Regions from separate parts of the Mus musculus genome. Here region 1 is linked to region 2. A link is a contact called in public promoter capture Hi-C data. All regions are on one chromosome and are shown on one strand. The core of a region is the stretch at or near the end of the contact, and the rest is flanking DNA. Distances in the headings are between cores, read along the strand shown.

Region 1 (6,133 bases), core at 2,407-4,906, 1.8 Mb before region 2:
TAGGATTCTTAAGGAAGTCCAGCCCCTCGCCCAATGTTATGCTTTATTCAGTCTTACAGGAACTCAAGTAGCTCTTCTGAAAATGATTATGACACCAGAGAGAGGCAGTAAAAGTATATTTTCTAGGGAGTGGAATGATATGGAACAAGAGAAAGGAGGCAACACAGTAGAAGATGTGTAATATGGTTTTGTGAGATGCCACCCAGTCTATCCCTGGTCATAGGGCTCACAAATCCTCAGAAGTCACCTCAATATACTGGAAGACAGAGTACAATAGAGTAAGAATTCCTACTGTGTGCAGTAAAGTAAGAATTCTCACTGTGTGTAAAAGGGAATGACCTCAGACTTCTCTTGTCTACTATATGGACATAACTCTCTAAAGTATTACAATGGCATGTGTTTTAGTAGGGTGGCCAAGCTCCAAACATGATTTCACATAAACAGAGTCCCATTCTGTCTTTGGAGGAGATTGAAATTAAACAGCAGTATCTAGAACTGGGTCCAAAGTAAAGAAAAGACAGAAGGGGGTCTTAATAGCCAGACTCAGATCTGATTTAGGAGGTGGGGACTGGCAAAACTAAAGGAGGAGGCATGAAACCTGTCCTACTCCAAAGCTGCCCAAGCATATCTGCTCAAAAAGGCAGGGCTCCTGCTCATCTACCTATGGAGACTTCATGGGAAGTTGGCTCAGTCCCTAATTCTGCAGAGGGAATGCAGGCAGAAGAGAGAACTGCAAATGGGCTACACCCTGAGCGCTTAAATGGCAGGTGCAAGGGAGTGGGTGCTGGTCGATGGGAGGAGCCAAAGGACTGGGAAATGTCTACATAGTTCCCTCCAAGCCTATATTCCTGCACCAAGAAAGATACATCTTGGAAATGACAGTTCCTCCCAACACAGGATACTAAGATACAGGCAAGCACAAACCCTGCCTTAGTCACCTCAACACCCACCCTGGGGGGGGGGGGGGGAGCCACAAGCTGGCACAAGTAGCCTGTGATCAGCAACTGAGCCAGCACATTCTTGCTACTGGGAATTAAGACCTTAATCTAAAGCAGCATTTCTAATACTGTATTGTTTCAGGTGTGTTTGCGGTGGGAGGGCTATGCCACTGGGTTTCAGACACCAGGATACAGTCTTCAGCACCTGGAGAAGGTAGATGGAGGGGTAGGGGGTATTCCCCAGTCTCGCATCTTCCTGCAGTCACTTTAAAGCGCCTAGATACCAAACCAAGGCTCTGCATCTATTTTGCCAGCAGGAACCACTGAGTTTGGGAACTTTGGAAGCCAGGGGTTGGGGGTGGGGGATACCAAGGCTCAGATTTCGGCGCCAGAGTTCTCAGCCAGGAAAGCAGTTGAAAATCAACACCCATTTGCCTCCTCATTTTCAGTCTCCATCCCTTCTCCCTTCCAGGACGCTACAAAGATCCTACCCATAGCGGCACACCTACACACACCTACACACACACACACACACACACACACACACACACACACACACACACACACAGAGTCACACATATATGGACACACAAGCCCGTGCACACACCCTTGGGCTTAGAAGGTCTTTGATTCATAAGATAGCAAAGCCACAGAACGAAAAAGGCCCGTGCCACCTCTTTGCTTCCCGCCCTAAGTCTGCACACGATAAAAATAAAAATAATAATAATAATAACCACACATTCTAAACACCACCACAGAACACACCACCCCGCCAGCAACCCCAGCACGTCCCGTACCTGATATGCAGACGATGAAATTGGCTTGAAGAAGAAAAAGCACCTCCCAGACTATTTCCATCCTCTGATTCTCATTCCAGGTGCATCACTCGACGGGAAAACAGGGGGGAAGGGGGGAGCCCGACACGGTACACACATACACACACGCACACTCTCTCCAGAGAGCGCACACTCGCGCTCCCACCCGACAGCCGGCCAGGGACAGGCACCCCCAAGATCAATAACGCAGTTTGAATTGTTTCGGCAAATCTCCCCTCGGGCTCTTCGGATGTACTCCCCAGATGTGCTGACACATGTCCGATGCCTCGTTGCCTCGGAGGTCTCCCCTCTCTTGTATCTCTGCTCCTCTCACCAGTGGCAGAAATGGCACTTGCGGCGACCGCGGTGGCGGCGGCGGCAGCCACCTGAAGCCAACAGCACTGGGCTTTTCCTGCAAAACCGAGACCCCGATCCGCCGGGCGCCCCAAGAAGACATAGACAACAGCCCCCCGCTGGGCCGAGCTGTAGAGTTCTGGGCTCTTGCTCTCTTTCCGTAGGCTAGCTGAGCCCAGGTAGTCCGCGACAAGTTGCCCTCGAAGTCCGCCCCCCTTCACCGGGGCATGGTCAAAGGGTGACTGCTGTCTCTGATCAGGCCAGTTCTCCTGCTTCCGGAGGGGTGGGGAGAGAGGAGCAGACACCGCACACAGAGAAAGAAAGAGAAGCGGGGATTATTGCCCGCAAACACAGGTCACCAGCTGCCTCCGTTGACCCTCCCTGCTCCCCAAGTCCTCGAGCCGCCTGCCGCCTCCAAGCTGGCTTCAGGCGATGCTTCCAGGACGCCGAGCCCAAGGCTAGGCTCCCAGGACTGGGGTGCGTCGGGAGTCTCACTGACTCCCCCTCGTTGCACGCGCGCTTTCCGCTTTTCTGCTATTTTCCAGGGCTCCCCAGACCCCGCAATTGCCTCGCTTCCATCGCCCGCAACTAGCACCGCCGCCGAGATTTTCCGCAATGCAACTGCAGGGGTCGTTATTTCCTCGCCTACGGATCCCGACGCCTTCCCACTTGGAGAGGAGGAGGGCAGGTGGGGGCGGGAGCACGAGGAGGAGGGGAAGGAGAAGGCTCGGCCAGGTGAGCTTCCGTGCGGCCGCCCGGAGTCCCCACGTCAGCGGGGCGGCCAGGCACCCGGGGGCGGAGGCAAAAAGTCCGTCCCGGGGAGGGCGGCGAGGACATAAGGAGCAGTAGCTGGGAGTCAGCACTTCAGGCCACTGCCTCGGCCGGGACCCTAGGCGCCAGCCTTGGAACTCCGCCCCGCCCGGCTGCCCCGCTTCCCCTCCAGGAGCTTGGAGTTTCTTTTTTCTTTAAAAAGAACTTCTCGGCTGTTCGCTCACTACAGAAAAGCCGTGCGGGACTCATCTTGGAAGGACTGCGCTGTGCTCATTCCCTCTGCAGCGGAATTTGAAGGATTTTTTTTCTTTCTTTCTTTCATAATCCATTCCCTGCCCTCTCCTTTTCGTCCCTCTCCTGCTCCCTCCTTCCCCCCCCCCCCGCCCCCATCCTGCTCGGATGCCAGAAGAAAGCTACTTACCCCACAGTTCTCTTCGCAGATTCCCTGATCAGGTGCAACTCTTGCCCGCAAGTCCCTCACCTCCCTCCTCTCGCAACGGACACTCTAAGTCCGGGTACCAGCGGCCGCCAACCGCATCCCTATCAGAGCAGCTACGGGAGAATCCGATACCATCGGAAACCCAGGCCTCCCGGGAAACGGGTTTCCCTTCTTGTTTTTCTTTCACCGTTTTTCTTTAGAAAAGCTCTCAAACGCTTTGGTGGCTTTTGATGGACCCCGGGATACTCTCGGTCAGCGACACTCAGCAGCTTCCAGGGAAGGAGATTTTCCCCCAGCAAGCCGGCGCGCGCGCACTCTTGCCCAGCGCGCGGCTCTCTCGGGCCCCAGGGGAAGGAGGGGGCGGCGAGAGCACCACCCACCACCCAGGCGGAGCCGGAGCCGCCGGGTCTGCAGAAGGTCTAGCCCTGGAAGGGCGGCCTGGGAATGCAGTGCGGATGCAGGGTAAATGCTAGGAAATCCTGCGCTCCGGACTGCTCGCCTAAAAGGGCTAGGGGTGAACAGGGAAGGAAAAACTGCAGCAGATTTGTGTGCGTCTATCAAGGCAGGAGTGGCTGGCGGAAAGCCCCAGACCTACCTCTTTTAAGGGTGCTGAAGAAGAAGAGGGCAGGGCAGAGGGAATCCCTGGAAAGATCTGGGGTTTGTGGAGAAGCTTGTCCGGATACCCAAGTGTGACGTTGGGAGGCTTTGCATAAGCGCGGATGGACACACACAACAAACACACGCACAACCCACAGGGAATATTTTTGTACTTTTAAATTGCTGATGCTTAGAAGCTGTTTCACTGTGAGCCTCGATCTAATAAGCATAGAAAGAGTGGAGAAGTGGAAAGGAAGAAGGTGGGAAAGAACCATGTTTTTTGATCTGCACAGTAGATGCAGCAAACACAGCGAACATCCAGACTGTGTGGCATCTAAGGGTGCGGCATAAGAGCCAAAGTAGTTACACCAGAGGGCTCCCCGGATTCTTGAATGGAGTCTAGGAAGTCTAGAGATTCTCTGTACTGGGAAGTCGGGCGTCATGAGACCCGGAGGGGAGCAGTGGGGGTGTGGGGGCTGGCGCTGAGAGAGGAAGGAAAGCAGCTAGCTGACTGCAGAAACCAGAGTGTGCGGTTCTGCAGCCTCCGGGGATCCTAAAAAAGAACCGCTGGCAGTCTTGCCTACTCTTTAAGAAGGAGGTGTGGCCGAGGGAATTTTTTCCCCCCTCTGAGACGACAGCCAAGGACTCCAGGTGGCCAACGCATTAAAAATCGAGGCTCGGATGAAATAAATCCATGCTTTTTAGGTAGAGAACTTTGAGACTCAGCAGGAAAGACATTGAGACTTGAGAACATTAATAGAATCAGAGACGGTGAGAATTAGCCCATTTGGGAAACATAGAGGGGAGTGTTTGTCTCCGTGTCTTGAAAGTAGACTGCATGAAAGGGATTTTTTTGAGCAGAGAGAGAAGAAAGCAGTTTGCCAAATGTGAACAGAGCCATCGTAGGTCAGCACCACGGATAGCGACCTACCTTCTGTGATTCCAAGCTGGTTTACTGACAGCAGGAGAGCTTTCTCTCTGGATGTGCAAGCAAAGTGACTGGGTTTTATACCACATAACCATTCATTTATTAACGGATTATGCAAATATCAAGTGACTGACTTATATACATCAAGCATTGTAGTACAGTGTTGTGGTTTTAAAACTGAAAAGCACGATGGGTGTTTATCACAGAGCTCAGAGATTGTGCCTTCCTGTACATTTTGCCTTAAGACCAATGCTAGTAAATAATAGTTCATCCCTTTCTTTCCTGCCTAGACCTGCCACTGTCACTGTAAACGTTTAATTTATCATTGTTTATAATGTATTTAAAAAATAAACTCATGAGATTATTTGTTAGTTAAAAAAATGTATTGATTGATTTCCATAGACCAGGCATTGATGAGTCTCTAGCATGAATTATCTCACTTAGTCATCATTAACATCCCGTCTTGGTCCATTTGTGATGCTTTCACAAAATAGCACAGCCCACAAAATTTATAAATAATTTTTTACACTCCTGGAGGCTGGGAGAGGGCTGAGGTTGGGACATTCCACACTGAGAGAAAGGGTTCTTTCTATGTCCTTATACAACAGGAGACAGAAAGACAAAATATTTTAAAGCACTTCCCATGATAGTTTTATAAGGGTAAATCCTTCCATTCGTGAATGTAGAATCCTTATGACCTAATCATTTTTCTACAGGTCTACCTCTCATATAAGCACATTGGAGATTCGATTCCAACATGAATTTTGGAAGGCACACATTTGAGCCACCATAGCAGATCCCTGTACAATACATATCTTATAAAACAATCTCAGAGTCTCTATTTACCTCACAACTACTAACAGGTAGTACAGAGATTACGTCTGGGAAGTCCAGACTATGCAAATTCATTTCATGCTTGAGAAAACGAAATGCATCACCGTGAAGGAAGTGTTGGGAGCTTAGGGAAAGTCTAAGTGTTCACACCACACACATAGAGACAATCAAAGTCGGGCTGAAAACATACTGGCAGGTTATGTAACTTCAAAGTTACTTAAATTAAAATCAAGAGAGAGAGAAAAGATTACTGGCAATTGGGAACAGACCAGAGCATTTCTAACTAGGAGTCTAAAGGCCAATTCTCTTACACTTGCAATCTGGCAATAAACACAACATGCCCCCAGTGTTTAGGTTTCTTACTAGAGTCTCCTAAAGAAATAACAATATTTTCTTAAGTGTTTTCTAGGATTGATCTGTATGTTTCATTTTAAACAGTGAAACCCTCTCGTTAAAT
Region 2 (6,519 bases), core at 2,250-4,749:
TATCACAGTTATTGGACTAGTTAATAATGAAAAGATCTTGATCACTGATTGTCTGACACTGCAATCTGCAAAGTGAACCAATTATTAATGACTATGCTATGGCTCTTGCTTAATTAATAATATTCACTTTCTGCTATAATTATGAAATGAGCCAGGCATATTAGACAATACCCTAGTGGCAGTTAGGAAAAGTAAATAGTACATAAAGATTATAGCCTTATGTACTATAATTTCACACATGCTGTGTAATTATATATGAATGTGCAACCTGGGTGAGTCAATCAAAATTAGCTTGTAGGGCCACATGAGTTATTTGATGGTAGCCTTCTGACGCAATTCTAGAAATCTCCCTGATGATTTGAACGGCTCCATAGATGACACACTAATGTTCTGATGCTATGGTTTTAAAAAATAGCTCATTTGTGTAAAAGTCCAATATTAACAAAAGCATAGTTTGGATTCTGTTTTACCAGGAACTGTTCAATAACTAAAACGCATCAGATTTCATTTATTCTAAAACTGTGAGGATTTTTGAAAAGTCAATGATATTGACTTTCAATTTGATTTTAAAGTGTTTCAGTGGCAATACTAAATACTTGGTGTCCTAAAATTTAATGGTAGCCCTTTAAGTTGAGTAGCTGCTACTGGGTGCTATGTTGCAATAAAAGAGTGGGCAACTACCTTCTGGAGGCCACAGAGCTCTGACTTTTCCCTCTTTACTTCATTGAAAAAGGGGTTGCCGTCTCTCGAAAAGATTAGAGGAGACTAGATCCTAGCTAATCTGGATTCCCAACCCAGCTGTGTTTTCCCTACAACATGCAGTTCCAAAAATGGCCTAGAATGGATTGATGAAATAATTTCATTGTTGGTAGCATTTACACAAATACTGTTAAAGCACACCACACTAATCAAGATTAGTATAACACTGAGTGGTGATGTAACAGCTAAAAAAGTGACAGTCAATAAGGAAAGAACAGGAGACTGTCTAATCAGGAAGGGGGTTCTGACAAAAGAATTAGCAAAAGGGAAGTGCATTATGGTTAACTGTCTCCACGACATATTCAAAAGCATTTAGGAAAAGCTGTCCCAAATACAGAGAGATAAGACTTTCTTAGGTATTCTGATAATGCTTCCAGGGAGACTTTTGAGTGGTTCTTGAAGAAATGTACTTTTGTAGAGTTAGGAAATTCCCTATGTAGGACCTTATTTCATCTTCCTAAGTGACAATATCACAGTGTAATACCAATGGCTCTGGGTCGTCTAATACATGTAATTACAGTACAGTCTTGTTAGAGATATGGTTGTACTATTCTTATGACTTTAAGACACACACACACACACACACACACACACACACATATATATATATGTGTATATATATATATATATGAACTATTACAGGGTTCCTAACCTCCCTGCGTCCCCGAGTTACAAAGGAGTTAGAAACAACAAAGGAAAATAGTTTCCCCAAGTAAAAGCCCCCTGTAATTATATACACACAAATTAGATAGATAGATAGATAGATAGATAGATAGATAGATAGATAGATATAGATAGAACAAAAATTTAAAAGAGTGTCCAGACCATTTATTCATGATTACGAGAGAGTTATGGGATGAGAAATATAGAACAGGTTGGAGGAAAGAGAAGAAAAGGGGGAAATTATATAATTCAAATTTAAATTGTAAAAAGCTAAATGGAAGTTAATCCACTCTAAGTGGGATTTTAAATGTAACCTTGAAATCGGAAAGTTTTGCGTGTTTATTTATTTACTTACTGATTTTAAGACAGTGTCTCATTTTGCCCTACCTGGAGCTCACTGTATCTCAAAGTTGTCCCCTCAAATTGACTACAATTCTCCTGCCTCAATCCCAGGAGTTGGGATTTCAGGTGCAAACTAGCTGGTCCAGCTTTGTAACTACCAGCCTGCTTTTTGAATAGATGGCAGAAACTCCAGCAACTTTGGGGAGAAAGTTGGGAATAGTGAAATGCTCTCAACCTCTTCTCAGAAGAGGCTGTTTGATCTTGTAGAATCATGTAGAATCAGTCACAGTTTTGCATGATTAGTTTCTGGCTTTTCTTGGAGATCCTTCCAAGCCAAACATACTTTCTTCTACCCATAACCAACTTATTCGTAGTAGTTCTCTTCCAGGACTCTATGGTCCAGCCCATGACCTGTATCTCCTTCGGTCATCTAAAACTGCTCATTTTCATGCTCTGCATCATCAGTACCTACCCTAGTTCATTCCATGCTACCGTTTCTTGTCTAGTTTCTTCAGAGACATAAGATTTCCATCTTGCCATTCCTCCAGCGTGGTCTGTTATCTTATCTTTACGTTTCCAAACAAATCAGATGAAGATGTTATTTCTCCCAGAAGGCGGAAGCAGAGGGCTCTGGCTGTGCTACAGAATCACATAAGGAAAGCTGAGCTGAGCTTGGCAGCAAAGGATCTTAGCTGATAGAAAGCAACGTGGAGAAATACTAAGCAAAAGTTAAGGTAATACCTTGACCTATAAAGGTCCACACTAACATTCTATGGGGGAAAAAAATAAAGGTTACCTAAATCCAAGACATACGGTAGAAATCAGAGCACTGACTCAGTATCAGAATGTCACTGTATTGATTCATCCATTCCTTCACTTCGCCCATCATGAATCAGAGATACTGTTCTAGGAGTTCTAGAAATTCATTTCACCATTCTGCGCCCCCCCCCCAGCCCATTAAGAGCATCCCACATGCTGTTGGCTCTCTGAATTATATTATGTTGCTTCCTTACTAAAATCTCATAATGCCGTCCCACCTAAACATAGTTTGACTTCTGACAAAATAATTCTACATAATGAATAGAAAGTAGCAATTAAATATATACATATACATATGTATGTGTGTGTGTGTGTGTGTATATCTTAATAACATAGCTGGGATAAGAAGATCCTCAGATCTGTGGCTTTTTGAGCACAGTCACATTTGTGTTTGGGCACAAGAAATGCTATTGAAGGCTCCTGGCAGGGTAAAGAGCTGTAACATTTTATGTCAAAGCACTTTGTAAACAAACTGCTGTTCAAGTGAAAGATGCATGCAGAAACAGCCAACTTTCCTTGGTTCTGGTTTTTTCCTTTTCTTATTGACAGAATTATTGTTCAGTCTGTAATAAAATCTGTCACAATATGACAAGCTCCATAGGACAGTTCGGCAAACAATAACATGCTAACGGTCATAGTGTGAGATTCCTCTCTGCCTCGTACAGCATGTTCTGCTCTGAAGAGAATTATAGATACAGAACCACACTTCTTTCTGAGTTTGCCTTTGTTTCTGCCTTTTTTAAAAAATTCAAATGTTAGAAGAATGTTGTTTTCTTTTTCCAAGAACCTTTCAATTTCTTCTCTCGAGTTTCAGAGTGAATTTTCACTGTCGACCTCAGGGAGTTAAGTTGCTCTCTTGCTCTTATTGTTTCACAGAGTCAGCCTGGTCAACCTTTCCATTAAGTGTGAACCAAAGGGTCATAGGTTGATGAGTGAAAGGTCCAAGCAGGAGGCTTCATACTGCTAGGACAAGTAGTCTCTTTCAACATTAGGGGGTGGGGGTGACCACATCATGAAGTCATTTAGAGCATATGATCAATGCCAGTGAACATAAGCAAAGTATATTCTTTGTCTTTACAATAAGGATTCCCCACCCCCACCTTGGCAAATACTAGCACTGACTTGTTTCCACTGGTTGACATAAGTCTGTTCTGAACACTAGTCATCTGATGTCTGAAATACCTTGACATTTTAATACTGGGTGAAAACTGTCTAAAGTCTGAAGCTTTTGCATGTGAGTTACCAGAATCTTCAAGCATTCTTAAAATTTGGTACTCTCTCCATCTTTTTAAATAATCTGTGATTGATTTGATAGTTTTCTTATATGTATCATTAGTATGACCAAACTCTCTTGGAAATACATTTGAAATAAGTGCATTTGTAATTCTTATACATGGCATAAATTGTTGTGCATTATCAATAAAAAAATCCAAGAAGATGAACATTTCTTAAAAGATAATCCATAAAATGTTTAACAAATATAAACACATCTTGAAGTGTGTTCTTTTCACTTTCCTCGTGGTTTTTACATTTGATTCTTTAATGCTTCATCTTCATACATAGGTTACTTATTGACTAATAGGTTAATTAACTCTATTTTTAAAGTTATATTAAGTAATTGTGGATTTTCAGGAGATTGGGGTGATAGGCACAAGTGCAGATACGTGGAGAGGACATAAGTAGGAATCTCTTCCCCAGGAGCTGGAGTTACAGTTAGTCATGGGTGAGTGCAGATGTGTGGAGAAGACAGAAGGAGGCATCCCATCCATAGGAACTGGAGTTATAGTTAGTTATATGTATAAGAACTGGATCCAGGTCTCTATAAGAGCAGGAACAAACCACCCTTAACCACTGAGCTATCTCATCAGCCACAATCTATTCTTAACAGACAAAATCAATCATAGCACTAAAGGATAAGTTGTAATGGTGTTTATGACACAAATAAGCAAAGAAAAATCTCATTATAGATGATATTTTTAAGACAACAAATAATTCAATGAATAAAAGAGTATATAACTCTCATAAACACAAGCACTTCTGCTCTTCGCTATATATTAAGCAGCTTTAATCTGGAGCTGCCTGTAGTCTTTGAAACTTTGGTTGGTTGTAGATTTAAGGGTCACACTCAATATTTTACTTTACTGTCCATAAAAATCTAACAGGCATTGTTTAAAACCTTGAGTTTTGAGCATTGTCCAAAATGCAATAGGAAATTTTCATTTAGCGAAACTCTATTGAGGAAATTAATTCCCGCTCATTCCTGTGAGTATTTTCTGATCTAAGAGTTGTCATTAGTCTTGAAACATCGTGTTCTCAACACCTCTTCCCTGATTTCACAGCCACTTATCAAAGCGAAAAGCTTCTCCTGCTTCTCCACTCTCAGCATCCTTCATGATTATCTTGTGATACTTAAAATTGCCCATAATTCACATAGGAAATATATCTTCCTTTAATGTGTTCCACTTCTTCAAATGCTGTGCCTCCTATGAAATCCAAAGTCCAAATTAAAGTTCAAAATAAGATCTCTCCAACATCCATTCAGTATTTCCACTTTTAAGATTTATGGCATCATACATGTCTAGTTATTTTTAAGCAGGGATGAAAAGAGCAAACATCAAAAAGAGGAGGTTCGTTCAAGTTTGGAGGGGCAAAAGCTGAGAATATGTAAGAATTCTTCGGGCAGCTTTAAAGGAGTCCCAGCATTCCAGCTTTGACAAACCATATTTCAAAATGATGACAAAATTTAAAGACATTATTTTATGGCCACTATCATAGATACTGGAAATCTTTCAAATAATATATAAGATGTGAGCACTAACATTGGGGCTGGAAGAAGTGAGAGGAAAATTAAAGAAGACAAAAAACAATTAGGGCAAAGAGAGAAGATGTATTCATCATTTAAATACATCCCTGCCTTTCACTGTCTTTCCCACAAGTGATTTTTTTTAGAATTAATTTTTTTATTAGGTATTTTCCTCATTTACATTTCCAATGCTATCCAAAAAGTCCCCAATACCCTCCCCCCCACACTACCCTCCCCCCCACACTACCCTCCCCCCCTCCCACTTTTTGGCCCTGGCGTTCCCCTGTACTGGGGCATATAAAGTTTGCAAGTCCAATGGGCCTCTCTTTCCACTGATGGCCGACTAGGCCATCTTTTGATACATATGCAACTAGAGTCAAGAGCTCTGGGGTACTGGTTAGTTCATAATGTTGTTCCACCTATAGGGTTGCAGATCATTCTTTCTTTCTTTGTATGTAAACCTTTGGAGAATTATTAGTAAAGTGATATACTAAGAAAAGGGACTTAAGACAGACCAAACAAATTCGTCATTGAAGAAAGAGCCTTAGACGGATATGGATCTGAGTTTCACAGTTACTTTGATGCTTACGTGAGATGGGCTGACATCATCCTCAAAAGCAGCCATTCGATTCCATAAAAAGCATAGAGAGCTCAAATAGACCCCACACATGCACCCTGCATTGTTTTCCTCCAGTGAGTGAAGAAAAAACAGATTTAAACCCATACTGCTCAAACTTTCCGAAATCTACATTCTAAAAGTATCCAAATTCCCATTCATTCTCTCTATGTCTTCCTAAAGCTACTTCATAATGTCTGATATGCGTATTTGAAGGAACTAAAGCTATAAAGCTTCTAAAAAAAAAACCACACACACAAGAAATATTTGGTTAAGCCATGGCATCAGGCAAATATCCAAAGTTAAGATGTACTTTACATTAATAAGCTGTATTTCTTCAAAATTGGTCACATGCTCTTTAAAACGCAAGGAAAAACTCTAGAACAATTCTCATGGTTAGAGAAAATATTTGAAGTCACATATCTGGTGACGTTTGTAAGTAAAACTGTATGGACAGAGGGATATACTGTGTGATACGCAGTGATATACATCAGATTCCACAACCAGAAGTTTTCTA

The links. Promoter capture Hi-C pulls out the DNA fragments that hold promoters and counts their contacts.
Region 1: a contact with region 2 is called in a promoter capture Hi-C map of second pharyngeal arch cranial neural crest, with 15 times the contacts expected there. The contact joins the promoter of Car10 here to the enhancer-like site in region 2. A contact is called at or near these places in 7 of 39 promoter capture datasets (the 3T3-L1 cell line, hippocampal neurons, liver and 3 more), 2 of 484 Hi-C or Micro-C datasets (cerebellar granule neurons and cortical neurons), 2 of 115 datasets of contacts at active chromatin or transcription factors (embryonic forebrain and stem cell-derived neural progenitor cells) and 1 of 9 other capture datasets (liver).

What each region holds. Positions count from the first base shown.
Region 1 is chr11:93,095,889-93,102,021 of GRCm38.p6, reverse strand. It overlaps Car10 (carbonic anhydrase 10), which reads right to left and starts at 3,656. Exons shown (of 10, transcript NM_001361708.1): 1 at 3,300-3,656; 2 at 1,736-2,376. The coding sequence starts at 1,796.
Region 2 is chr11:91,307,056-91,313,574 of GRCm38.p6, reverse strand. No RefSeq gene overlaps it. Among named protein-coding and RNA genes, the nearest start is that of Gm38950, 250 kb to the left of the region's middle. Within about 2 kb of position 3,499, at least 2 of the 459 cell types and tissues checked have an H3K27ac peak or open chromatin away from gene starts, as enhancers often do. A contact at or near this core is called in second pharyngeal arch cranial neural crest, where this site is marked.